2 separate regions of the Mus musculus genome follow, and region 1 is linked to region 2. The links are chromatin contacts, called in public promoter capture Hi-C maps. All regions are on one chromosome and are shown on one strand. Each heading gives the region's core, a stretch centred on a gene start, on an enhancer-like site or on the middle of the called end of the contact. The rest is flanking DNA. Distances are from core to core; before and after follow the strand shown.

Region 1 (6,059 bases), core at 1,108-3,607, 220 kb before region 2:
ACCCTACAACTGACTGTTTCCTTCTAACTACTTAGTATTACTAATCTGTCAGGACTGGAAACTTACACAACTGTAAGACACAGTGACTGCTACAAAGCAGCAGAAAACGAAACAATCACTACAGACCATGACAGGTTACATGGGGCAGTACAGGTGCCCAGAGCCAAGAGGAAGGAGAGAGGAGTGGGCAGGTTAGAGGACAGGCTGCTGGCATTGAGCTACAGGTCTAAGAGGCTTTACTTTCTAAGGTAAACCCAGAAGGAAGACATACTAAGTCCTGAGAGGCTCAAAAGTAGATGTTTTAGGAAAATGCAGGCAGGTAAGTAAGAAGAGAGCGAACTAAGGGACTAATAGTAGAGAGATGGTTTGTAAACAAGCAAGATTCTAACTCCATTACAATTAGAGGGTAGAGAAGCATCAAGGATCCTCAAATTTATGGCTTCAACAACTGCATGAAGAGAGATTCCCGGAGAAAAATTCCTAAACAGAATAGCAATGGCTTGTGCTGTAAGATCAAGAATTGACAAATAGGATCTCATAAAATTGCAAAGCTTCTGTAAGGCAAAAGACACTGTCAATAAGATAAAAAGGCCACCAACAGATTGGGAAAGGATCTTTACCTATCCTAAATCAGATAGGGATCTAATATCCAATATATATAAAGAACTCAAGAAGGTGGACTCCAGAAAAATCAAATAACCCCATTAAAAAATGGGGCTCAGAGCTAAACAAAGAGTTCTCACCTGAGGAATACCAAATGGCTGAGAAGCACCTGAAAAAATGTTCAACATCCCTAATCATCAGGGAAATAAAAATTAAAACAACCCTGAGTTTCCACCTCACACCAGTCAGAATAGCTAAGATCAAAAATTCAGGTGACAGCAGATGCTGGCGAGGATGTGGAGAAAGAGGAACACTCCTTCATTGCTGGTGGGATTGCAAGCTTGTACAACCACTCTGGAAGTCAGTCTGGAGGTTCCTCAGAAAATTGGACATAATACTACCGGAAGAACCAGCAATACCTCTCCTGGGCATATGCCCAGAAGAAGTTCCAACTGGTAATAAAAACACATGCTCCACTATGTTCATAGCAGCCTTATTTATAATAGCCAGAAGCTGGAAACAACCCAGATGTCCCTTAACAGAAGAATGGATACAGAAAATGTGGTACATTTACACAATGGAGTACTACTCAGCTATTAAAAACAATGGATTTATGAAATTCTTGGACAAATGGATGTATCTGGAGGATATCATCCTTCGTGAGGTAACCCAATCACAAAAGAAGTCATTAGATATGCACTCACTGATAAGTGGATATTAGTCCAGAAACATAGAACACCCAAGATACAATTTGCAAAACACAAGAAAATCAAGAAGAGGGAAGACCAACGGGTGGATACTTCATTCCTCCTTAGAATAGGGAACAAAATACCCATGAAAGGTGTTACAGAGACAAAGTTTGGAGCTAAGACAAAAGGATGGACTATCCAGAGACTACCCAACCCGGGGATCCATCCCATAATCAGCCACCAAACCCAGACACTATTGCATATGCCAGCAAGATTTTGCTGAAGGGACCCTGGTATAGCTGTCTCACATGAGGCTATGTCAGTGCCTGGCAAATACAGAAGTGGATGCTCACAGTCATCTATAAGATGGAACACAGGGCCCCCAATGGAGAAGCTAGAGAAAGCACCCAAGGAGCTGAAGGGGTCTGCAACCCTATAGGTGGAACAACAATATGAACTAACCAGTATCCCCAGAGCTCATGTCTCTAGCTGCATATGTAGCAGAAGATGGCCTAGTTGGCCATCACTGGGAAGAGGCCCCTTGGTCTTGCAAACTTTATATGCCCCAGTTCAGGGGAACGCCAGGGCCAAGAAGTGGGAGGGTGGGTAGGGGAGCAGGGCGGAAGGAGAGTATAGGGAACTTTTGGGATAGCATTTGAAATGTATATAAAGAAAATATCTTTAAAAAAAAAGAGAGAGGTTCCTCTTGGTGGATGGAAAGCAGATGGCTGCTCAGATCTGCACAGAGGAGGCAGAGGTAAGTTCAGTTTCGCAGAAACAAACGTGCAGCTGGAGTGCCTGCAAACAGGAGATAACTGAGGTCAAGCAGATAAGAGCGAAGGACGATGAAGGCAGCTGTCACCGAAGCATTTCAATAGGAAATACGCAGTCTAAACAGAAGCCTCCCAAGATTCTGCATGATAAACATGTGCATAACTTTTATAATAGAAAAAACACACTTTACCTCAAAAAGCCAAAACAAACAGGACTCGATGCTGACACATTCTGTAACAGCACATAGTCCCTCACTCACATGCTGAAGTTCACATGTTCAATAATCAATGAAAAGGTAGAATGTGGTTAGGAGAAGGGAAAGGCCTAACATTTTCTGAGGACAGCGTCAGCTGGTGGTGGAGTCCTTGGTGCCCCCGTGAGGAACCGCAGTGCAGAGAGTGAATGTACTGGTCAGAGCAGTTTTCAGAAGCTCGGCCCGAAGAGACACCTATCACACTCAATATCCACGAATATGGTGAGACTGTCAACTAAGCAACTCAAACCTAGACAGCTTCACACAGTGATGGCCAAAATCGAGTTTTCAAAAGCTCCATGTATTCTGATTAGACACTATGTATTTATTAGACAGCTCATAGAAACCTGGGAGGGGGCAGGAGAGATGTCAGTGGTTAGAGTTTCCCAGCACCACAGAATGGCTTGCAACCATCTGTAACCAATTTCAGGGCATCCAATGCCAACCATACCTGTGTGGGCAGCAGGTATGCATATGGTACTGGTTTACATACATGCATGCAGGCGAACACTCATACACACACATCAAAGTAAATACACAAACAGCAGGAGAACTGTCATCTCAAGATAGTATACAATCACAAGTTAAGCCTCAAAGGATTAGAAAATGGGTGGAGTGTGGTAGGTCACACTTGTAATCCTAACTTTCAGGAAGGATGAAGCAGGATGGCTGAGTTCAAAGTCAGGCTAGTTATATTACATTCCATGCCAGCCTGGGCTATGAGACCTACCTCATACATGCCACAAGCACAACCCCCACCAAAAATTGTGTATAAACACAATCCTCAAAAAAGCCAAAGTGCTCTTTCATGTGTATAGGGCGGGATGCAGGTGACCTCTATCTAGCCCTGGTCTTGGTGCCCCCAGGGCACTCTGCTACCTCAGCCTCCCACAGGCTAGGTTGCAGGCACTTACTGCCGTGTAATAACTATGTAGAGGGATAAACGTGAGCCGTAAGGAATTTAAAGGGAATACGTGATGAGAATAGGAAAAAAAACAGAGTTTACAAATTGAAGACCCTGTCTCAAATGTTCAAAAAAAAGCTCCCAGAAAATCTGTACTGCATCTTCTTCACCAGAGCACCGCACGAATGATTAGCAATCCAACAACATACTTGTGGGCGGCTCTGAATCTGTTCAGTCAGAGGAGGCAAATGATTTATAGTTAATCCTGATTGTCAGCTGATGGGACTTAGAATCAGTCTGTGAGGAGCTTCTAAACGAGGTTAGCTGAGGTGGTCTTACCTGCCTCTCTGCTGTGAGGTAAGGTAAGCCTCCCCTCCCCCACCCGCGCCATCTCCTGGAGCCTCTGGAACTGAGAATCAGAGTGAACCCTTCCTTAAGTTGGCTCTTGCCCGGGTGTTTGTCACGATAATATGACAAATAATTGCTACACTGACTTCTAGGAACCAACGGTTATGATAAATTGAGATTATACAGGGAGTAAAGCTGCAGGTTCAGAGCCGGAAAGATGGCTCAGTTGTTAAGAGTAGTTGGAGCCCTTACAAAAGATGGGAGTTGGTTTCTATAACTCCAATTCCATTGGACCCACCAACACCCTCTTCTGGCCTCTAAGGATACCAGGCACAAATGTGGTGCACACTCAAACAAGCCAACATGCATACACATAACTCTTTAAAATATATAGAATATCTTAGATTATGTCCCCCTCTTTAAAAAAAAGAAGGCAACTTGGTAAGGTGGCTCATACCTGTAAATTAAACACTTAAGAGGCTAAGGTAAGAGAATCAAGAATTTACAGGCTGGCCTGGACTACAAAGTAACAAAACAAAACAAAACAAAACAAAACAAAACAAAACAAAACAAAACAAAACAAAAATTCAAACTGCCTACCACAGGTTGCTGCTGGGCATGGAGCACACACCTGAAGTCCCAGCTACTCAGGAGGATGAGGTAAGATTGTGTTAGCTCTGGAGCTAAGGGCCAGCCTGAACACCACATAAAGGCTCCATAGAGAAATCAGCAAAGTAACAACAAAGCCATCTCGGCTCACGTACAGTACAGACAAAATGACACAGGACGCTGGGGGAGTCATCAAGGCAGCTCTGCCTCTAACATGACATCAGTCTCTCTTTGTGCACACCAGAAGAGTGATGGGCTGACATTATCAGATCAGTGAGTCTCAAAGAAAGCACAAGACACCCACTCCACTACTATTAACTGGAAAGGTGCCAGGACCAGGAGGGTAGGAACACAGACAGAGGCCCACGAGAAAGCACGCCATATCCCTCTGAGTACTGACAGAACGTGTCCAGATCTCAGGCATCACAAAAAAAAAAAAAAAATCCCATCTGAGAAAAATAGCCTCTTAAAATGAGCTCCAGAAGACCAGGTGAGGACTTCATGGGGAGGAAGCTCAGCTCTTATTTTTTCTTCAATTTAAGAGAGTGGAGTCTTGATTTGTAGCTCAGGGTAGCTTTGAACTCGGGTTTTCAATATCTCTGACTACCCATGTAGCCAGGCTATAGACGCTTGGCCTTATCCATTCACACATGGCTTTAAAGGAGCATTCACCAAAGCCTTGATGGCTGAATTTGTCCCGTGATGATTAAGTGGTTTAGTAGTGCATAGTGAGGAAAAATTAGTTATCTCTTTAAAAACAAAACCAAAAACCAAGCAAACAAGAAACCAGGGAGAATGGTCTTTGAAAACATGCAGCTCTAAAGAGTCTGATGTTCACAGCTTCCATCTTAGAACTGCCTCAAGGTTGCTGTATGAATTTTATACCATAAATAAGATGAAACAACTAATTGCCAAAATGAAGGAATTTATGGTAACTCCATGAGAAAATGGGACAGCTGAGCATAGGACTTCACTGGGTTAGCGCTTGACCCGGCAGCCTCATCTTAAGTCATTTCTCCTCCATAAGGGTCTTCTTTTTAAATTTAGTCAAATTCAGAGGTTCCAGACAATGGGCAACAGACAATGGTGGGGGCATAATTCCTAACATTAAAGTGTATATTAAAACTTGCCAGGTTTAATATGCCTTGAAATCACACAAAAGCAAAATAACAAATGATTCACCTGGCACACCTTTAATCCTGGCATGGGGAAGGTGCCCAGGGTACATCACTGAGTCCAAGGCCAGCCTGGTCTACAGAGTGATAAAAAGAGACGGGCCAGAGAGGAAAGAACAGGAGAGAAGAAAAAAGGGGAGGAGGGAAAAAGTAAGCAGGAAAACTGACTGATAGAGACTGTATAATCCAAGAGGACTCAAGAGCTCCCATAATCCAAGAGGACTCAAGAGCTCCCTGCTGGAAATATAGTGGGCAGTCTTCTAACTCACTGACAAACACATATGGAGAGGGAAACATGTTATCATTCATGTTAATTAAAGTGCCCTTTATAGCAAGTACAGTGATCATCTAACCTTTTGTTTCAGTCAGCAAATCCTTGGAAATACTGATCAAAGAAAGCAGACCACTCTTGAGGAAATGGCACATATCTTCCAAGCCGGTCACTGTTTCAAGAGATTCACAGACCAGCCCTCTAAAGTTCGCCAGGCTCCGCCGCAAACTTACGTCATGGCCACGGCTGTGACTCACTTGGCACAGTGCCTTGGTGTACAGGAAGCCCTGGGTTTGGTCCCTAGCATGGCATAGCTGTGATGTGGTGGTACAACTGGGAGGTGAAGGCATTCAAGATGGTCTTCAGATACATAGCAAGTTTGAGGCCAGCCTGGACTACATGAGACCCTCTTTCAAATAAATAAACACAAAAC
Region 2 (6,800 bases), core at 730-3,229:
ACTGCGTCATGATCAACCGTAGTTCCAGAGATGGAATCTAGGGCCTTATTTGTGCTAGGCAAGTGCCCTAATCAATCTTTATTTTTTTTGAAACAGGATCTTGTGTATACCAGACTATCCTTGAACTTGTTATGTAGTAGGGGATGTCCTTGCCTTTCTTTTGTTTTTCGAGACAGGGTTTCTCTATGTAGCCCTGACTGTCCTGGAACTCACTTTGTAGACCAGGCTGGCCTCGAACTCAGAAATCTGCCTGCCTCTGCCTCCCGAGTGATGGGATTAAAGGCGTGTGCCACCACCGCCCGGCATCCTTGACTTTCTGATCCTGCTGGTTTATGTGGTGCCCCATCCCTTACCAATTCTCAAGTTGAAGTGTAATCAACAGTGGATAAAGTAGAAAGATTAAGTGTTCACCTTAAGCTCTGGCCACTCTAACGAGATCCACTTCTACCACCCTAGAAGCTGTCCACTCCTTTTCAGTCATCTGAGCCCTGCTGTCCTTTTTTCGTCTGTTTTAATGGTCATTGACTTATAAGACCAGAATAAGATAGCAACCCCCCCCATCATTTCATAATTGGTAATAACACATCACTCCATTTTGTTACATGGAAAGAACACTAGCTGTTTTATGAGACAAGAACTTTCTGCAAAGGTCCTTTTAACTTTCTTAAATGGTATTTCTTTTAGTGTTACAAATTTTAATCTTTTGTAGCTTATTAATCTGTTCCTACTTGTGAACTCAATTTTGTGCTTAACAAAGATAACCACTTCAAGAGTATGCTTGTGGGTTTTTTGGGGGGTTTTTCGAGACAGGGTTTCTCTGTGTAGCCCTGGCTGTCCTGGAATTCACTCGAACTCAGAAATCTGCCCGCCTCTGTCTCCCAAGTGCTGGGATTAAAGACGTGCGCTGCCACCACCCGGTATGCTTGTGGTTTAGCATGTTTACCATTTCACAATTCTTCTAAGTAGTAAGTAATAACTTAGTCCTTTAAAACTCTTGCTGCCACCGGCAACAGTATTTACTGAATGTTTACTGTAAACAGGGGTATTTTCTACAATGCAAACGTTATTAACACCCCAGCTTACAGGTGCAGGAAACGAAGGTCAACTTGTTTAAACAGAGCAGAGGCTCAAACACAGGTACAGGCTGACCCCAGCTGACCAGGCAGCAGATCCAATTATCCTCACAAGTATGGAGGACTCTCCCCCTGCCCACCTGTAGGAAGCACGCACATAAAACTAGGATCCCTTTGTGTTTTAAAGAGTTGTGCTAGCTTCCTTGTAGTTTCTTCAACTCTTCCTGAATTTCATGGTTACTTTTCCCAGGGTTTTGTTTTGGTAGTAAGAACAAAACACCCAATGTTCCGGTGGGAAATACCTGTTTGTTGATGAAGTTTGGGAGATAGCAGATGTGTTTAAAACATCATCAGACCTCATCCAGAACAAGGTACAGGCAGATACCGACATGTGCTTTCCTTCTTAGGTGTCACTGCTCCCAGGCTGGACTGAGCTTCAACAGTACAGCACCTGGGAGCTGCGTGAACCGCTACACCCACCTTGCTGTACCTTTCTTTTCATGTGGCTGTAAATAGGTCCCTTGAGCCATTTCTCTAACTGGTTACTCATATCTGAGCAGAATATAGCTTTTGCAAGCTATGACATTACTGGATTATTTTCTTCCCTGAAAAAGTTTTTCCAGTTGATCCTATCATTGCCAGGCAACGGCTTTATCGTATTTTCCCAATACCAACAGATCCTTTCTCTTTTTCATCAGCTAGGACTCAAGTAACGGAAGGTTAAACAGTGATGGTAGTACATGGGTCTTGTTATTAATACTCCTGAAAATGTTTCTGATGTTTAAGCATGATTATTGTTTCTAGTTTGAGATTTGGAGACAAAAGCAAAACAAAAACACACACTGCAGGTTTTTGTTTATACTGTGTCCAAGCACACTCTAAGAACCTTGCCCTTGTGACGAGACACTTACTCATATGAATCCCGTAACTCTCAGAGTATAGATTGTCTGAGGTGCTGAGATAGGTGGACTGCTGATGAGACTCATTCATTTCCTCTTTTCTCATATATTACACTCCAGCCAGTTTCCCTTCCCTCCTCTCCATCTCCTCTTCCCCACACCCACTCCTTCCCTTTCAGAAAAGAGCAGGGAGTTACCTGGTGCAGAAAGTCAGTGAGACCAGGCACATGCTCTCACATCAAGGTGGAACAAGCAACCCAATAGGAGGAAAAGCACCTCCAAAGCCGGCGAAAGCGTCAGTCAGCCCTGCTCCCACACAACAATAACATACACGCAGAGGGCCTGGTTCAGACCCATGCAGGCTCCCTGATTGTCTACCCAGTCTCTGAGAGCCCCTATGAGCCTGGTTAGTTGATTCTGTGGGCCATGTTCTTTTGGTGTCCTTGTCCACTCTAGCTCCTACAATCCTCCTTCTCCCTCTTCCTCAGGATTCCCCGAGCTTTGACTAATGTCTGCCTGTGGCCTACCTCATTTATCTGCTCCATTCTTCTAGGACCCACTGCCTCTTTAGCAGTGATAAATGGTGCCCAGAAAAGGGACTTGTTCAATTTTGGGTCTCTTGGGCATTAATTCAGACTGTTATCCAAATGTTTAAGGAAGAGATGGCTAGTTCCTTGAATTAATATAAACTAGATGATGAAACCTTAAAATTGGTAAAAGAGGCAAGAAATGGCATTTTTTCTGTTCAGGTACAATCTACAGTAAGAACAGTGTCACGGATAGCTGTGCTGGTGGCGACTCCTTCAGCCTCCCTACTGCAGTCTCCTTTAGCGATGCATCTACCTCCTTTGCCTGAATAGGACTCGAAGCACGGCGTCAGGAATCTGATAATCAATCTAACCTTAGACGGACTTAGGGGAACCTGAGCAACTGCTAAGTTTATAACCTAGGCAAGCTAGGACAAGGCAAGGAGACAGAAGTCATTTACCAACTCCTACCCAGCCTCACACGCTCTGCTTGGTATTTCTAATGCAATTTCAACAAAATAAAAATGTTTATATGCGTCAACCTATCTATCTAAAAGGAGAGAGATGGTACTTTACAGCCCTCACATAGTAGCACTAAAGGCAACAAAAGAACTTTGGCTATTTGAATTCTGAATCAAAAAAAGCATTTTTTTTTTTAAATCCTGTGGATTCTTCACTGCCTTTAAGCCTACTCATTCTCCTTACTGAATGGTTTCCCACAGGTGTTACATAGCACCAGAGGATAAGCCTTTGGAACGGATTCACTTATAACTCAGAGGCCATAAAATGCTAACCGCACACCGTACCCTTCTTGCTCAATTAGTAAATCAGAGGAGGACCTGACGTCAACAATTATATGGGTTCAATCCTTGCTGTATTTATTACCCTTAACTATCAGTTTTTCAGAGCATTACAGAACTCTATGGGTTTTCAAATTTAGTTATTACTATGGAACTCCTTCCATAGTAATAAATCATTTTGCAGCTGGTAAGCTATGGGATTTTCTCATACAAACTGAATTTGTGATTTAAAAACTGTCCAACCTTCTGACATTCCACAGGCAGATACTCATTTTGTTGATGGCTCACCTAAGGGTATAGGAAGGACTCATGGCCTAGACATTCAATCTATTAGTACTTCTTTCCTCAGCCTATCAGGTGGAACTGGCTGTTTTGACTCATCTACTATGGTGAATTCATAAACTCGTATTGTCTCAGCTGCTGCTGATGTTGTAGGACGGCCACCCACTGAGGCTGCTTTACCTGTCTTCAGGCTGTTATGACTCCATTACTACCAGGACCACAATCTGCTTAAAACCCTGCACACATTCTTTGCTAACCACACTCACTCATGCTCCACCTCAGCTCACTGGTTTCATTACAGAAGGAAAGACGCAAGCTGGTGCTTTAATCTGCCCTATTCTTCTTTCCCAGAAGGAAACGGTGAAGGGCATACATCTGTCGTTGAGTATGGACACACTGGAATGGATTCTTCTTCAGGTCTCACCATTAAGGTCAATGAGAGGGCAAGCAGACAGTGCAAGTTACCAGAAAGACTGCAAAGTCCAACTAAAGGGCGAAGGGAGACACCAACCATAGCATCAGAAGTCACGGCTGCCCAGCCGGGGCCAGGCTACACCCCGTATACTAAGGGAGAAGTGGCTTTACTAATAAATCCACGTTTGAACCTGGACCTTGGGGCCATAACAGACTCATTCATTCATCTGAAGAAAGGACGGCAGTTAACGTTTCCTTGGGATTTGAGTCACTTCCTATTGGCACAGCACAGCATAACATTCACATGCCTACTAAAGGTATGGGCTTACATTCGACGGGATACCAGAACTACTAATTAAGAGTCTCTTTTCAAGCTGTTCTCTAGATTTTCCTAATCAGCATAATGTAACCAATAGTGCTGGGCATTGTTTGGATCCCTGGTCTTAGTGGCAGAGTATCACACACAATCCTTTCACTGTCCTAAAGTTACTGTATTTATCATGTTGACTTACAGGATATTCATGCATCAAATGATAGATTTATCTACAACATCTCAAAAAAAAAAGGGGGGGTGGGTTTGGCGGACTTTTGGGATAGCATTGAAAATGTAAACGAGGAAAATACCTAGTTTAAAAAAAAAAAAGACAGCCGGGCGTGGTGGCGCACGCCTTTAATCCCAGCGCTTGGGAGGCAGAGGCAGGCAGATTTCTGAGTTCGAGACCAGCCTGGTCTACAGAGTGAGTTCCAGGACAGCCAGGGCCACACAGAGAAACCCTGTCTCAAAAAACAAAAAAAAAAACAAAAAAAAATCAAGCCGGGCAGTGGTGGCACATGCCTTTAATCCCAGCACTTGGGAGCGGAGGCAGAGGCAGGTGGATTTCTGAGTTCGAGGGCAGCCTGGTCTATAAAGCGATATGCAGAGAAACCCTGTCTAGAAAAACCAAAAAAAAAAAAAAAAAACCTAACAAAAAACAAAAAAAAACCCACCCACCCAACCAAACAAAAAAACCCAATCAAAATCAAAAGGGGAAGGATGTCAGACCAGAGTGTGGGAATGGAGTCATTTGAGATTTGAGGAGATTTCTGAGTTCTTATGAGAAAATCCTAAGAAACCAAGACATGTGCCCACAGTTTCTTCACAGAATTGTTCTAGGAATAAGTTTTTGCGCCCCTCCTAGATCTATCAGGTAGGGATGAGGGTTTTTTTCCCCCCCAGAAGGGTTTCTCTGTGTAGCCCTGGCTGTCCTGGAACTCACTCTGTAGACCAGGCTGGCCTCGAACTCAGAAATCTGACTGCCTCTGCCTCCAGAGTGCTGGGATTAAAGGCGTGCGCCACCACGCCTGGCAGGGATGATTTTACTTCATATTATTCATTACACCTGGCCACTGTTATTTGTTTATAAGCCTCTATGGAAAAACATTTTTGCTGAGAACAGACTTGCCCTTACGATTGTACATTTTATTCATGTGACTCCCCTTAACCCTCAAGAGCATACATTGTCTGATGCTCTGAATAAAGTGGGTTATTACATAAGACTTTAGTTCAGCTCATTTATTAAGAGGCTCCATTCTCCCAGGTCCTATCCTCTAGAGCAGTAAGCAATACTGATGTTAGCTATCATCATGATGAGGCTTGAGCTAGGCTGCAGAATGCTACAATACCTAGATTTTCTCAAAAGCCATATAAAACACCCAACGGCACTACGACAAGGTGCGTAACTCTTGGTCAAGAGTACTTTTAATGCTGGGTGAGACGGTGTACCTCTATAATCTTCTGGAGGCCTTGGTCCTGAGGCAGGGCTGAGAACTTGAGGCTATCCTGTATGTTACACAACTTAAGACTCAAGCACACACACACACACACACACACACACACACACACACACACACACACACCTTTTTTCTTTTTGCACAATTACAAACTTTAAACAACTTTCCGTTACTATTTAAAAACTAGTCACTAGAAGAGAAAAATACCTGTCAGCAGATTTCATGGTCTTTACGGAAATCATCCTCATTCCGAGTGTAAGGAGGGGAAACGTCCATTGAGTTATTATGACAACTGGCAAGCAGTGCGTTAGAGGGAAAGGCCACCAAACTTTGACTGGAGACCAAATAATATAAGACCCCATATTTAAACACGAACATTAAACCTTCTGGACAAAAGCAAGGCTCTTAACAATCTTGTAAAAGCCGTGCCTCCTCGATACCCCACCACCAGCTGAAGTTCAAGAATCTAAAGACACAGGCAGTGAGACCATATGGATAAATAAATTCAGAGAAATCAAGGAAAATCAGGACTTCTATGATTTTTGTATGGGTGAGTGTGACAGTGTTAATTCTGAGATTTACCAGAGAAAAACCAATTCCACCATTTTGGGCCAAATTTGAAGGAAGCTTTATTAGATATTAAATACTGACCAAGAGATGGACTTTGGCCAGGACCACTAACTGGCACCTCCAGCTGGGTGGCCTGGAAACACATGTTGGAGGGGCTTTTCTGGACAAAACTCACTGGCCCCCATACTTTCCCACAAGATTTTATTGTTTTCCAAGAACTACAACTCTTAGCATTCTGGAAGTTACCTGGTTCTTGGAAGGGTGAGGCTTACAGGTTAATTTTGGGCATTACATTAGTATATATTATATTGAAAGCAGATTCTGGATCAGTACTGGGTAATTTATCAGATTATATTCCATTTTATAACTGGGTAAGTAAAAAAGCTTGGAATGTTTTGAACATCATAGTAGGAGCTCTTATAATGTATTCCTATTAATTGGAACCCAAGCTTTAGAGTAATTAGT

What was found. Capture Hi-C pulls out chosen DNA fragments and counts their contacts.
Region 1: a contact with region 2 is called in a promoter capture Hi-C map of liver. The contact joins two enhancer-like sites. A contact is called at or near these places in 1 of 39 promoter capture datasets (embryonic stem cells), 1 of 484 Hi-C or Micro-C datasets (muscle stem cells), 8 of 115 datasets of contacts at active chromatin or transcription factors (bone marrow-derived macrophages, effector CD8 T cells, embryonic stem cells and 4 more) and 3 of 9 other capture datasets (adipose tissue, liver and pancreatic islet).

Annotation. Positions count from the first base shown.
Region 1 is chr14:47,518,634-47,524,692 of GRCm38.p6, reverse strand. All of the region lies in intron 1 of Fbxo34 (F-box protein 34), which reads right to left. Among named protein-coding and RNA genes, the nearest start is that of Gm35166, 13 kb to the right of the region's middle. Within about 2 kb of position 2,357, at least 24 of the 459 cell types and tissues checked have an H3K27ac peak or open chromatin away from gene starts, as enhancers often do. A contact at or near this core is called in liver, where this site is marked.
Region 2 is chr14:47,300,475-47,307,274 of GRCm38.p6, reverse strand. The region is part of intron 1 of Mapk1ip1l (mitogen-activated protein kinase 1 interacting protein 1-like); the gene reads right to left. Among named protein-coding and RNA genes, the nearest start is that of Mapk1ip1l, 5.6 kb to the right of the region's middle. Within about 2 kb of position 1,979, at least 18 of the 459 cell types and tissues checked have an H3K27ac peak or open chromatin away from gene starts, as enhancers often do. A contact at or near this core is called in liver, where this site is marked.